Linked DNA regions of Mus musculus: regions 1, 2, 3 and 5 are each linked to region 4. Evidence: chromatin contacts called from public HiChIP or PLAC-seq and promoter capture Hi-C data. All regions are on one chromosome and are shown on one strand. The core of a region is the stretch at or near the end of the contact, and the rest is flanking DNA. Distances in the headings are between cores, read along the strand shown.

What was found. Promoter capture Hi-C pulls out the DNA fragments that hold promoters and counts their contacts. HiChIP or PLAC-seq counts read pairs in DNA pulled down with a chosen protein or histone mark.
Region 1: a promoter capture Hi-C map of liver shows a contact between it and region 4, with 4 times the contacts expected there. The contact joins the promoter of 1110038F14Rik here to the promoter of Sh3bp1 in region 4. A contact is called at or near these places in 2 of 39 promoter capture datasets (hippocampal neurons and liver).
Region 2: a contact with region 4 is called in a promoter capture Hi-C map of hippocampal neurons, with 4 times the contacts expected there. The contact joins the promoter of Myh9 here to the promoter of Sh3bp1 in region 4. A contact is called at or near these places in 3 of 39 promoter capture datasets (the 3T3-L1 cell line, the C10 cell line and hippocampal neurons).
Region 3: an H3K4me3 HiChIP or PLAC-seq map of embryonic forebrain shows a contact between it and region 4, with 9 times the contacts expected there. The contact joins the promoter of Zfp647 here to the promoter of Sh3bp1 in region 4. A contact is called at or near these places in 1 of 39 promoter capture datasets (hippocampal neurons) and 1 of 115 datasets of contacts at active chromatin or transcription factors (embryonic forebrain).
Region 5: a promoter capture Hi-C map of liver shows a contact between it and region 4, with 2.3 times the contacts expected there. The contact joins the promoter of Mgat3 here to the promoter of Sh3bp1 in region 4. A contact is called at or near these places in 1 of 39 promoter capture datasets (liver) and 1 of 115 datasets of contacts at active chromatin or transcription factors (pancreatic cancer cells).

What each region holds. Positions count from the first base shown.
Region 1 is chr15:76,946,889-76,949,794 of GRCm38.p6, forward strand. It overlaps 1110038F14Rik (RIKEN cDNA 1110038F14 gene), which reads left to right and starts at 1,373. Exons shown (of 5, transcript NM_001347540.1): 1 at 1,373-1,656; 2 at 1,741-2,031; 3 at 2,180-2,264; 4 at 2,656-2,802. The coding sequence starts at 1,651. It overlaps Gm46534 (a long non-coding RNA gene), which reads right to left and starts at 1,461. Exons shown (of 4, transcript XR_001781744.2): 1 at 1,372-1,461; 2 at 1,124-1,246.
Region 2 is chr15:77,840,826-77,843,525 of GRCm38.p6, forward strand. Myh9 (myosin, heavy polypeptide 9, non-muscle) reads right to left here and starts at 1,350. Exons shown (of 41, transcript NM_022410.3): 1 at 1,132-1,350.
Region 3 is chr15:76,923,999-76,926,698 of GRCm38.p6, forward strand. It overlaps Zfp647 (zinc finger protein 647), which reads right to left and starts at 1,450. Exons shown (of 5, transcript NM_172817.3): 1 at 1,378-1,450.
Region 4 is chr15:78,898,408-78,901,202 of GRCm38.p6, forward strand. It overlaps Sh3bp1 (SH3-domain binding protein 1), which reads left to right and starts at 1,361. Exons shown (of 18, transcript NM_001316684.1): 1 at 1,361-1,554; 2 at 2,739-2,781. The coding sequence starts at 1,496.
Region 5 is chr15:80,172,369-80,175,068 of GRCm38.p6, forward strand. Mgat3 (mannoside acetylglucosaminyltransferase 3) reads left to right here and starts at 1,353. Exons shown (of 2, transcript NM_010795.4): 1 at 1,353-1,470.

The DNA of each region.
Region 1 (2,906 bases), core at 123-2,622, 2.0 Mb before region 4:
TTTTAAGAATATGTAAAGACTGTGGGACTTTTAAAGTTATCCGTTGTTAAGAGCTCTGTCGGATGTTGTGTAGGAGCTTGGAAGACAACGTTGAGAACACTGCAGAAGATGGAGGTCTGGTTTGTGAAATTTCAGAGGGAAAATTAAAGACTCTTTTCAGGGCCATTGCTGTTTTGATTGTGAAGATTCTGTAGTTCTGGTTAGCTGGGGCTGAAGAATCAGCTGTGATTAACAAGATACCAGAACTACTAAAGCAAAAACTTTGCATTACTGGGACTATTGATGCTGGTTAGCTGGAGCTAAGAAATTAGCGGTGATTAAGAAGAGACCAGCATCATTGAGGTGACATCTTCTGGGAAGTGTTTTCTGAGAGCACAGTGGCTGTGTTCCAGATATAGCCAAAGTTGTACATTGTGCTGTGGCTGGACTTGGTAATGTGTAAGGGTCACCCAGGTGGTACTGGTTTTGAAGGCATGAAGGAGTTGAGCAGAGCACTTACTATCACTCCTAGTGACCCTCTAGGAAAATTTTTGCTTCCTGTCCCCATAACTCTAGGTTCTGCTGGCCTAGAAGTTTTGGCTCCAGAGAAGGGAGTGCTCCTACCAGGAGCTACAACAAACATTCCATTGAACTGGAAGCTCAGACTTCCCCCTGGTCATTTTGGGCTTCTAATGCCCTTAAACCAACAGGCTAAAAAAGGAATAACAGTGTTAGGAGGGGTGATAGATCCAGATTACCATGGGGAAATTGGATTACCTCTTCACAATGGTGGTAAGCAAGATTATGTCTGGAGTGTAGGAGATCCCTTAGGGCGTCTCTTAGTACTACCATGTCCTGTGATTATTAGGACACAGTATATATGTCGCCATTCCAAAAGTGTGGAATAGAGGCATAGCGAAGAAATACTGAAACAAAGCAGGATTAGAAGCCTGTAGGAAAAATACCAAATCCTGTAGCTCCATGACTGGTATCTGTAGTCCTAGGGCTAGACCGCTATGATAGCTATTGCTATTCTTGGTTGTCATTTTGACAACCCACACCTGTAATTATCCTAAACCTCAAGGGGTAAGGAGTTCCTGTAAGGAAATTTTCTTGATTTTTCGTTTGAGGTGGGAAGATGCACCTTAAATCTGGGCCAGGTCTTCGGGTGGCAGCCTAATGGTCGTGGAAGAAGGAAGTGCATGCTTGCCCCGACTCTCGTTGGAAAGTTCACTCCATTGCCATTAGAGCCTAGTTCTTCAGGATTCTGAAGTATACCGGGGACAAGCTGAGCCATCTGTCAACGCCTGCGCCCCGCCCCGCCCCGCCCCGCCCCGCCCCGCCCCGCATAATCCACCTTGCCCCATCTCTGGGCGTTCCCCCCGACCCCACCGGTTCCATTCTCTCCAGGAATCAATTGTCTTGTTTCTTGGCGGCACACTCTGCTGGGTTCTCCGAGGCCTTTAAGTTCATCCCCGTGCACTCTGTCTCCTAAAATTACAAGCACAGCCTGAGGCGCTCCATCCACCCAAGTGCTTTCTGTCCGGCGCTGAGCGCTTGCTCTGGCTCCGCTGCGCTTTCTGCGGAACCTTGTGTCGTAGACGTGTTTCCAGAGGAGTGAGTTCGCTGTGGTAGTTAGGATTTACCAGCTTCCGGCGGCCGCTCCGACTAATGGCGGTGAGCTGTGGGAGAAGGCGTGTTTGTGGCGAGGCCCTAGGTGGGGAGACCCTGTGAATTTCGTCCTGTCTCACGATTTTTCAGGAGCCAGGGCGTCCTGCTCGGGAGGCACCAGCAGCCTCAAGTCGGAAAACTCATCGCGCTCCGCGCAGACCCCGGCCCTCTCGCTCAGCTTCCGGTGCCTCGGAACCTCCTCTCCGCAGTTCAGTGCAACCTGCATGCGACTCCGCCGCCGGAACCCATCCCGTAGGCAACACAGTAGCGATGAAGCAAAAGAAAAAGAAAACCCCCAACAGGGTCTCTGGGACAAATGGAAGCGAAAAGCCCTCGGAGAAACCTGCCCCGGACGAAGCTCCTCCTAGCGCTGAGGCCCAGGCAAGGATGGTACTCCCTGCGAGCTTTCTGGGCGCTAATCCGCCTGCCTCTGTGGGCGAGCTGTGCGGAATTAAGGCGCTGAAGGTATGGGAGTGGGGTCTGCGGGACCCTGTTACCCATCACAACCATGTCCTCCTTTCTGTCCCAGGCGGAACAGCTGGCGCGGGAGCTGGCCTGGTGTGTGGAACAGCTGGAGCTGGGTCTCAAGACGCAGAGACCTACCCCGAAGCAGAGTGAGGGACCCTTCTCTACAGTTAGGGAAATGTAAACGGTGACAGTTCTGTGGTCTGATGGTATTGCCAAGGGGTGGGGTTGTTGCTTTTGGTTGGTTTGCTTTGTTTAGGTGTACTGAAACTTAGTTGTGTAGACCAGGCTGGCCTGGAATTCAGAGATCCGCCTGCCTCTGCCTCCCCAGTGCTGGGATTAAAGGCGTGCGTCACCCCAGCTGGATGGGAATTGTTTGTAGTAGGATGATATGAGTGTGTTTGAAGTCACTAGCTCTTTTTCTTTTTCTTTTTCTTTCTTCTTTCTTCTTTCTTCTTTCTCTCTTTCTCTTTCTCTTTCTCTTTCTCTTTCTCTTTCTCTTTCTCTTTCTCTTTCTCTTTCTCTTTCTTTCATCTGCAGAAGAGCAGGCTGTTGGGGCAATCCGAACGCTGCGCAGTGAAAAAACCCCCTTGCCCCGGAAGAGACAGCTGATGCGCTCCTTGTTTGGGGACTACAGGGCTCAGATGGATGCAGAGTGGCGGGAGGCCCTACGGGCTCTAAAGGCTGGTGAGGAACTAGAAAGCGATTGGTTCAGTACATTAACGTCAAGGGGGTAGGGAGAGGCTCAGCTCAGCAGGGTTGGTGTGGGAAGAGATGGGCTCGGGGGCGGG
Region 2 (2,700 bases), core at 100-2,599, 1.1 Mb before region 4:
GTAGCCCAGCCGAGGCAGCCTCCGGGTCTCCAAGACCTGGGACTTCCCAGGGACCTTTTCCCTAACACCGCTGGGTGGGGCCTTAGGCACCCGCCCGAGCCCACCCAGCCTTCAGTTTCACTACAGCCCGCAAGCAAGTCATAGAGGGTACTTGACTCAGTTTGCCTGGGAGAGATGGGGACCCGGAGGAGCGGGGTGCAGCTCCTGCCTTAGGCGTGGCTCCAGAACAGGATGAGGTGAAGACCCTAGTGCAAGGAAGTGGGGGATGTCTTCAAAACTCCGCCTCTCATCAAACATAAAAGATGCGGCTGCCCGGCCTGGTCTTAAAGTCAGGGCCAGCTCCCAGAGACTGGCCCGGGCGTGGCGTCCCAAGGTGCGGTGGAAATCAGGTGCACGCCTGCCCGGGCGACGGGGCAGCTGCCGGCAGACCCAGGCCTTCTGACCTCGGGCAATAGAAATCCAAGGTTGAATGAGGTCAGACGGGGGGGTTCTTTTCCTGCGCCCTGAGCCCCTCGGCAGCTGGGACCCCTTTTCCCACGCACTCTGAGTACCTCTCCCCGCCCCCTCCCGGCCCAAGGGCTGACGGACAAATGAGGAAGTCCGCAGCGGACGGCGGAAACCGTGCCGGGCGCAATGTCTGCGGCGGGACCGACCGATCCTGACTCAGGAGGACGCCCTGACAGCTGCCAAGCGGTCCTCGCCTGCCCGTTACCTCCCTTTGCCAAACTTACAAAGGAGCTGCTGCCCCGTGCCCACGAACGCATCCGGCCGGCTCGGCCGAGATCTCCGGGACTGCTGCGTCCCGGAAGGGGTTAAAAAGTTTGCCGGAGCTGGCCGTCGGGGAGGCGGGAGTGCAGAGGCGACAGGAGCAGGCCGAGCTCCCAGTGCCCCGACCGGGAAGGGCATCCTGTAGGGCCGGGGACTGCGTCCCCCGGTTCCCTAACCCCGAGGCCTCGCTGCCTATCACCCCTCGGGTGAGGATGCGGAGTCCGGTCGCACCCGACCGCGCTGAAACCCGCCACGCGGAGGCCGAGAACCACAGGGCCGTCCGCCCCAAAGGACTCGAGTCTTGTCGCCGCGCGCGCGCGCTCGGCAGCTCCGGGGCGGGACATACCGGCAAAGCTCGCTCACCTGAACCTGGGTCTGCCCGGGGAACAGGCGCTGGTTCTTCCGAGTGGACTTTCTCGAGCGCTCGGGCGGCGCGGCGGGGTGGGGCGAACGCGAGACTGGAAGCTGCAGCAGGTCAGGTTCTTGAGCCTTCCGTGCCCTGCCCAGGAACCGCGGTGATCTGCGCGCCTCACCGCACCCAGCTCTGGTGCGCGCCGCCCTCCCTGCCCCGCCCTTCCAAGAGGAGGGCGGGTCTACAGCTCGCCGCCGGCTCGTGGGTGGAGCTTCCAAGAGTCCCCGCCCTCTCCCCACACTGCCCAATCCAACAGGAGTCTGGCCTAAACTGACAGATTTTCGGCCTATAAACAGACAAGAGATGGAAGCCGGAGTGCTGAGATTCATCCTCCCCATCTGTCCCCACCTCCGCCCACCCCACCTTCCACCCGCGCTTCCTAGGCGGGAGCCACGCCTTGTTGGGCGGGTCCAATGGACAGCCAGGTTACAGGACCAGGATTGACGCGGATTTCATCCAATCAGAAGCAAGCGGCTCAGGCGCGCTGGGCTCCTGGTCCCGGCTCTGGTGTGCAGCTTGGGCCGCGCCGGGGCCGGAGGGAGCGTACTGGGGAGGTCTGAGGCTCTGACACTCCGCCCAGCGAACCGTGTTTTCCCTTCGTCCTGTCCTACCAGGAGAACAGATATTAAGTACCATATATGGGAAAAGTGGTATTTTACATAATTATGATGGCTGTGGGGGCGGTCATGGCTTCAACCCTGCATTCCGTGTGGGCGTCCTGAGTTCGATTTTGGAGCCTGCTCGCGGCTGTCCTCCAACCTCTGAACCTTTGCTCTGGCTAGTACCTCTGCCTGGAATGCAGTCTAAGCCACTCTTAACCTTTGAATAATTAACTCACACACATCTCAGATATTTGTCACTAAATTATTTTAAGGGTAGATTTCATTTGTTTTATTTTGGTTACTAACCACGAGAGGATTTTTTTTTTCATTTAAAAAAATGTACTTTGCCATTAATCTATCAGGAATTTGTCCACGCATTATTTTCTGCCCAAATTGTCCGTTTCCGAGTTGTGTCCATTGATCTATGTGGTCGATCCTGCAGCACGTCAATGCTTTCAAATGGCTTTATGAAGGCAAATTTCTCGTCATTGCTCTTAACTGTTGGAATGTTCTTGCTAACACAGTTAAAATGATCCTTCCATATAAACTTCAGGGAAAACTTACATTCTGAAGCCAAAAAGCAGCTAAAGAAAGAAAGAGATTTTGCAGCCCAGATGACCAGTGATTGCTACCCACATTACAGCAAAGACTGCTTCCCAGTTGATAAGAAAAATTTAAAAAATTTTTAAAAGGCTGAACCATCCAGGGGTTGTGGGTGGTATACCAGAACTCAAGAGGTCTGAGGTAGGAGGGGGAGTTCAAGACTAGCCTGAACTACACAGACAAGCAGTTCAAAGGTGTGAAATATATAAAGCCAATAATTACTTTTAAAACTAATCATCAAGAGACTGGAGATGTACGGGCAGTGGTGGCCCATGCCTTTAACCCCAGCACTCGGGAGGCAGAGGCAGGCAGATT
Region 3 (2,700 bases), core at 200-2,699, 2.0 Mb before region 4:
ACTTCTCTGTGTCCCCTACAAGGAAATCCCCAGTGTGCAAAATATCAGAACTAATGTCCACCCAGCTTTAAGTATCTCTATAGTGGAGCTCAGGGGAACCTTCCTTTTATGTTAGTGACAGGAATGTCCACACGCATTAGTAGGAGTGCCTGATTCCAATCATTCTAGAGAGCTCCACAGGAAACTGCTTCTAGTGTCACTATGCATTCACTATGTCAGGATGCTAGGCAGAGTAACATTTAAAAGAACTACTGTGGGCTGGGGAGATGGGCCAGTGGGCATGACATCCAATGTCCTTCTCTGGCCTTAGAGAATACAGCTGTGCCCATACTTCATCGCCCACATACAAGGGAGCTATTATTGTATACAATTTTCCTGTGTGTGCGTGCGTACCTACACATCAGCAAGCACATAGAGGCCAGCAGACAACCTTAGGTGTTATTCCTTAGAAACCTTTCACCATTGGGGGGGGGGGGGGCGGGGGCGGGGAAATACGGTCTCTTACTGGCCTGGAACTCACCAAGTAAGCTACTAAGCGGCAGAGATGGGGATGGCAGCACTCATCAGCACATCCAGATTCAGGTGTCTAACTGAGCCATACATGTGGAGGCTGGAGGGATGGCTCAGCGGTTAAGAGCACACGTTTTTTTCCCCCGTCTAGGACCCACACTTGATTCCCAGCACCCACATGGCGGCTCACAGCCAATTCCAGGGAACCCGATGCCCTCTTCTGGCCTCCGTTGGCACCAGGCATGCACATGATATACAGTACAGATACACACGCAGGCAAAGCACATAAATACATATAAAAAAATTAAACAAGAAAATGCCACGTTAGAGAAGTTGTCATCCATTAAAAGGGGCCTTTGCAAAGTAACAAGAGAGCAACAGCAGAAAAATAAAACAAATCCAAGAAGAAGCTGGGCTAATGGGGAGCAGAGCGGAGCACCTTCAGTTTGACAAGAAATGTCCTTCGCTGCTGAGGATGCATGGGACTTAAAATGCTGTATGGTGGCCCTGACTGTAGTCCGGGTTATGGGAGAGGATCGTGCGAACCCAGGACTTCCAGGGCAGTCTGGGACGCGGTTATTTCACCAGACAAAACCTCATCCACTGCCCAAGCCAAACCAAATTAACCAACCAGTAGGAAACCGTATGCACATCAGAACCGTCTGAACTCCGGACCGGGCTAGCGGGAGCCACCGCGAAGGGTCCCGGGGAGGGGCCTGGAGGGTTCGAGGGACCGGAGGGTGCAGCCTGGGTCAGCAGCCCGGCCGCAGCCATCCATCGGGGGGAAGGGCTGGCATACGCGAGGGCGCGGAGCTTTGGGTGCGGATGAAGGAGAGGGTCCCGCGCAGCCGACAGAGCGCCACTCACCATCTGCCGCAACCTCTCGCCCTGTGGCGGCAGCTTCGGCTCCCTAAGACAAAGGGGCCGTCCCGCCCCGTCTGCGCAGTCGTCAATCTCAGGGGACCCCGCCCCTAGGTCCCCACCCCCAACCCCCACCCCAAGTCCCGGACCGGGACGCGGGAGGATCGGATGGCCGTCCGCCTCCAGCTCTTCTTGCAGGACTTGATGCCCTGCGCCCCGGGGCCACCGAGAGCGTAGGCCTCCGCTGTGCCTAGAGAGACCGCGTGCTGACCCGGACCGCGCCTGCTCTTTGAGGCTGTAGCGGAAGCGGCGGCCGCAGTCCCTACAAATCCGAGTGCCTCCCGGCCTCGCCCCCTCCCTGCCGCCCCTCTTCTCCCGAGGGCCTTCGGTCACTTCCGCCAAGATCTGTGCTTGCCCTCTAGCGATTTCCCTGGTGGCCAGGCAGCCTGGACCACTGGTCTCGAGACCCATCAGGCTGACTCGGGCTGCTTGGGTTTAGTTTACAGTGTAGTGTGTGTTCAACTTCTTAAGGGACGGCCAGTCTGTCTTGTGTCCTCATCAACACATTCCCTAGACTAGCAGTGTATGACAGTTCCAATTGTTGTTTGTATTTGCCCACACTTGGTGTAAGCAGGCTTTTAGAAATTTAGTTATTCGGGGCTGGAGAGAGGCTCAGCGGTTAAGAGCATTAACTGCTCTTCTAGAGGTCCTGAGTTCAATTCCCAGCAACCTCATGGTGGCTCACAACCATCTGTAATGGGATCTGATGCCCTCTGCTGGTGTGTCTGAAGACAACTACAGTGTACTCACATACATGAAATAAATCTTTAAAAAAAATTGAGTTATTCCAGGGCTAGAGGAATGTACAACAGACTGGGTGTTTGACAAACGTGCACGAGGCTGAGTTTAATCACTCGTATCCATGTGAAAAGGCTGGGTGTAATAGTGCTTGCTTAGAACCCCAGCACAGGGGAGGCGGAACAAGGCCGAGCTGTGTAGGGCTCTCTGGCCAGCCAGTCTAGAGTCACTGGCAAGCTTCAGGTTCTGACCTGTTGAGAAGCCCTTTCAAAAGATAAAACAACAAAATACCGTGGTGCGCAGCTCCTCAGACTGACCCTTAGTGGCCCTGTATGCACACATATTCTCTGCTGGAAATTAAAGTCAGGGACTCTAGTATAAGCATATAGTATCTCAGTAGCACTCGATCCTACCCTCCGTTATGGCTTCAATTTTTATTTCTCTAATTGTAGTGGTTACGTGTCTTCTGTTACAAAATACTGGCAGAGGCAGAGGAGGCAGAGGCAGAGTCAGAGGGCCAATCTCTGTGAG
Region 4 (2,795 bases), core at 111-2,610:
TCTTCTCCAAACACTGGGCAGCAGCCTTCCTTCCCATCGGAAAAAGAAAGACAAGGAAGCTGCTCTGCCTTCTCAACTCCCCATCAGAGAGCCAGGATTCCACTGATGAGAGGCTGTGGCTGTTCCTGGCCAGTATGTTCTGGCTGCAGCAGCTGCTGGGACCCCTCTGGGCTCCTCCCACACTCGATAGGACTTCTTAAATGGGGAAAGCGGCTGAGTGAACACCATGTGCCAGACCTGTGCTGGGTACACAGAGATGTCTGGAGCAAAGGGAAGTCTTTGAGGAGCACACCAACTCTCTACCCCCACACAGTAGGTGCTCAAGTGGTATGGCTCTGAACTGAAACTAAGAGAGCAAAGCTTGGTGTGGTGCACAGGGCTTCCTGTAGTCACCCTTCCCCCTCCCAAGCCTGAAGGGTGCATACTGAAGTCAGCTTGCAGTTGCCCACCGGCTCTCTTGCTCTGTAGCTATGAACACCTATTGTATGCTCAGGCTGGTGTTCAGCGGAACATTTCAAAGAGAAAATCGGGTTTGGGGGTTCAGAGCAGCACCCATACATATCAAGGCCTGACAAGAAGGAAGGGCAGGCGCCTGGGACATTTGCTAAAAGAAATGAGAAAGAGTTTTACAAATAGGGGAAGCGGTCAAAGCTTGGGACTCTTTAAAGTGTAGAGTGACAGGACCTCAAGGGCTGACGAGCAGACCAAGCAGACCAGGGTATCTTGTTTACCCTGTGGCATAGACTGGACAAGGACAGTTGTCCTACCAAGCTACTATACACAATGAATGCAGAATTTTGGGGACTGATCCAAGGACATTAGTATCTGGTAGTCCCAGGTACCCCAAGTTCTGAGCCAGTGGTCCAGCAGGCAAGGGGGATGGTCAGGGAATAGTATGGTGGAGAAGAAGTCCCCAGGCAGCATCCCCTAGTGACTGGCCTGCACAGGTCCTGAAGGCCTGTCCCTTCTAGGCAGCCTTCCTTTCCCTCTAAGAGAGCAAAGGTTGTTTATACCCAGGGCGGTGATGGCAGGAGCAGCTTACCTGCTTCCCGCCACCCGCCGCGGTGACAGGACAGGCTGCGGGAAGGAAGAGCCCGCACTCAACTGCGGACCTCAGAGAGACAGACCGACGGACACTCGGCAGGCGGGTCGGACAACCCGGGGGTCGTTGAGGCCCGGAAGCAGAGAGAGAGAGAGAGAGAGAGAGAGAGAGAGAGAGAGAGAGAGAGAGAGAGAGAGAGAGAGACTCCAAACTTGAGAGAGAGAGAGACTCCAAACTTGGAGAAAGGAGTGACCTGGGGGCCGGGGGCGGAGTCGTGAGCGGGGGAGGAGAGCGCCCGCGCCAGCGCCAGCACCAGCCAGAGGAGCGCGCCGGCCCAGGAAGCCAGAGCGCCGCCCACCCATCCGGGGCGAAGCGCGCGGGGAAGCAGGCTGGGCCGGGGGCTGCCAGCCTCAACCCCCAAGGTGACTCCTCGGCCCCCTGCCCGGACCCAAGATGATGAAGAGGCAGTTGCACCGCATGCGGCAGCTGGCCCACACGGGCAGCTCGGGACGGTGAGTGTCACCCGCTTCTAGCCGTGCTATCGTTTCGCAGGACCTGAGCGAGCGCAGGAGAGTGGGGAACTGGTCACAGAGGTCGAAGATATCTAGGCAGCGGCCCTCTGGCATGCCAGAGCCCTGACCTCGTTTCCTGGGGTCTGAAGTCACTGTGGTCGCACAAGCATAGCTGGCTTTTGCGGGCGGTGGAGGGGGAGCGGGGGAAGGCACCTCCATTCCCGGTTGGAGAGGCTGCTGCAGAGAGCAGAATGCGTCCTGAGCCAAGACGCTGCCTGGAACCTCATTTGTCCCCTCCGGACAATGGGAACAGTTAGCCACCTCTAACTGGAGGGAAGGGGAGGAACGGAGCCGATCGGGGGCCCCAGACCCTGGGGGAAGGGACTGGCAGTGTTCTGGCCTGGGGAGGAGGGGCCTGCTCTGCTCTGGGTGTCCGTCCCCTCCCCCAACCCAGGGGCCTCCTGCCATTTGGTCCTGCTTCTGCTTTTCGTAGGCTCAGGTAGAGACACCCCTTGGTCTCCTCGGTTCCCAGCCCCAAAACTATGGGAGCGGAAGTTTGGGGAGTTTCTCGGAGCCTTTCTTTCTGTCCCTCTTCCCCAGCCTGGGAGTTCCCCATTCTTTGGGCCCAGAGAGGTGACCGTGTATCCAGAAACTTGATCCAGACCTTGCAGTGACACAAACACTTATATGTACCTACGAAGCCAAGCCACTCTGCCCTGAACCCATGTCCCTATGTATCCTTGGGCAGAGTCCCCAGACCTGCCCACAGCTGCAGTCCAATGTCGTATGCCTGTGGGCCTGGCCACCCCGGAGACCAGCTTCCACACTTCCCGTTCTGGGGGCCAGCTTAGGCCTCCTCTTTCCGGGCCAGGCAAACTATTTAGGGGGATGGGGAGATGAGAAACTTTTCCTCTGTCCCGAAGTTGGGCCCTGGGTAGCTCCCTCCTGCTTTTTTCGGTGTCATGGGTCCACCCTCTCCCAGGACACAGCCCTGGGTGGAGGAGGAAGCAGGCATGCATCCTCTTAACTACCATGGAATGTGCTCCAGCTACGATGTGGACGGGCCACCCAGGCTTGGTGGGTCCTGGAAGCATCTTGGGTTCAGGTTCCATGTGCAGGGGTTAGAGGGAGGCAGTGGGTTCCCTAACCCAGACTGACTCATCCAAAGCCCCCTTCCCCCACAGCACCCCGGAGACTGCCGAGTTTTTGGGTGAGGACCTGCTGCAGGTACGTGCCTGGGC
Region 5 (2,700 bases), core at 103-2,602, 1.3 Mb after region 4:
CCACAATAAGTAAATACATTCAGACAAATTGATAACCTTGAGAGGGAGACAAGTTATAGAGGTGGTGTACTGGTTTTTAGGTCACAACAGAATGCCTCAAATCAAGAAAAAGTGTCAGGGCTGGAGAAATGGCTCAGTGGTTAAGAGCACCCTTCCAGAGAATCTGAGATCAAGTCCCAGCACCCATGTCAGGTGCTTCTGACTGCAATCCAGCAGGGCTCTGGGGATATTTAGATCATTTAGAGCCGGGTGTTGGTGGTGCACGCCTTTAATCCCAGCACTCAGGAGGCAGAGGCAGGCAGATCTCTGTGAGTTCAAGGCCAGCCTGGTCTACAGAGTTGAGTTCCAGGACAGCCAGGGCTACACAAGAGAATCCCTGTCTTGAAAAAACAAAATAAATAAATCTATCATAGGTGACCTGAGTGCTAGAGATGCCCATTATAAGCAGCATCCTGGGGGTGGGGGGTGGGGAAGAAGAATGGAGAAACCTCCAAGTCTGGGGTTGAATCCCAGATCCAGCACATTCTGTCACCCTCTGCGCCTCATGGGTGGCTTTGTGCATTGATGAAGAGGGTGGAGGCAGAAGGATGTACAGAGGCCAACACATCCGAGCAAGACACAAACTAGCACGGACACTGTGTCGACCCAGTACCCAGTGTTTTAGACGCTTTCCTGTACCAGGCCTCTGCATAGGGCTACAGTGATGTACACACCGGTCAGGACTTTGTCACACCACCACACAGGAGGCCTGTGCCCCCAGCCACAGTATGCCCACAATCACGCCACAGTACGGATCTATCTACACACCCCATGCACATAAGGGCCAATCTATCACACGCTGCAGAACACAGACACACAGATCCACTCACACGCAGAGCCCGACAAGCACTTTGGCCAGCTCCGCCTCACACAGCACACACACCCGCACAGGACGCCCGGGCAGTGGGCCGGCGCACGCACGGTCACAGGCAGGGCACGCGCACACTCGCGCGTCCGATTGCTGCGCACACACACACACACAGAAACACACACATACACACGAAAGAGGCGCGGGGCGGTGGCGGGAGCTCGCGGTCCAGGCGCCCCTGGCCCGGAGCGCGCAAAGCCCGGCTGGCGGGGGAGGGGACGCGGCCGCGCGGGGGCGGGGCGGGGGCCGGCGGGAGCGGGCACCTCCAGCGCAGCGCTCGGCCTCGCCGCCGCGCCCCCGCTACCGCCCCGGGGTGCAGTCAAGCGGCCGCGCCGGGCCCGCGGGACGGGGTGGAGGTGGGGTGGGGGGCGGGGATCGGGCCGGGCCCGGGCCGCGCTGCCTGCGATGCCGGGCGCCCGCCGCAGCCGCCGCCGCCGGAGCCCGGGATGGGGCGAGGAGAGGCTGCGGCGGACGCCAGCATCTCCCCGCCGGGGACCCCGGGGGCCCCGGAGCCGCCGCCGCCGCTGCTTCTACCGCCGCTGCTGAGACCCAGCGGACGATGGGTGAGTTGACCCTGGAGCCGGGGACCCGCGCCGCAGCCCTGCATCTTCCCCGCACCCCAGGCCTCGCCTCCGCGTCCTCCCCACTCCCGTCTCCCCCCGTGGTGGTCCCGCAGCCCCGGGGGCGGGGGCATGGGGCCGAGTAGGGGCGAGATGTGGGGGACTGCTTAACCGGCGCCCCCTGCCCCCACCCGCCTGCTCTCCGCAGCTCTCCGTGGCCGCGGGGCAGAGCCTGGCGCGGCGACCCCCTCCCTTGGCTGGACCGGGGTGGGGTGGGGGCGTCCCGAGGCGCGGAGCTCCAGCCATGCTTTGTGCGCTGCGCTCCCTTCCACCTCCGGCGCAGCTCGGGGCTGGGGGCGCGAGGCCTCAGCTCTTGCCTTCCCCACCCCCGATCCCGGGCTGCTGCGGCTGCTGGCCGAGGCCCAGGCGCGGTTGGGGTGCTGGGCGAGTGTGGGGGCTGTGGCTGGAGCTGTAACTACAGCTGCCTTAGTGGGGAGCAGGGAAAAGCTTAGCATGAGAGGCCCCCACCTTCTACTGGGGAGGGGTCTCCCTCTCTTTGCACTGCACTGCCCAGGGCGGAGGAGGGCTCCTGGCTGGGGGAGGGCGCTATAAATATCTACAAATAGTTCTAGAACCGGGCTGGGGTGGGGAGGGGAGCTTGCTTGGTTGTGCTAGTGGCGGGGGTGCCTGAGCTGGGGCGCAGCATCTCTGACTGCTGCGCCCCAGTCATCTCCGATGGCCTGAGGTCTGATGATGTTCCCTCGCCTGCGGAACTCAGAAGGGGGATGTAGGCAGGAACATTTTCCCTACTGGGATTTTTCTGTGGTCCTCCATCATCTCTGGGACACGGGTGCAGAAATGCCTTCATGGGGGATTGACCTGGAGGGACACAGTTATTAAAGGTCCAGGCAATGAGCCAACCGTGAGGATGACAGGGAGAGCAAGACAAGGCTCTCTCCTTCTGGGAGCTGGCAACTCCAGGATTATTAGTGCTGCCCAACGCTAAGGAGATAGGCAGGGTTTCTGGGAAAGTTAGAAAGAGGGGCTCTTTGCTCTAGGGAGGAAGAACCTACTGGAAGACGGAAAAGTTCCCAGGGCTGAAGAAATAGTAAGAGAAAGGACCGAGAGATGTGCTCTCTGGTGTGTTGAGAGATGGTGTGTAGCATGGTGGGACACTGAACCACGAGGAGAAATGAGCTGAAGAGTGGGTATCCATGTGTGGCCAGCTGTGGT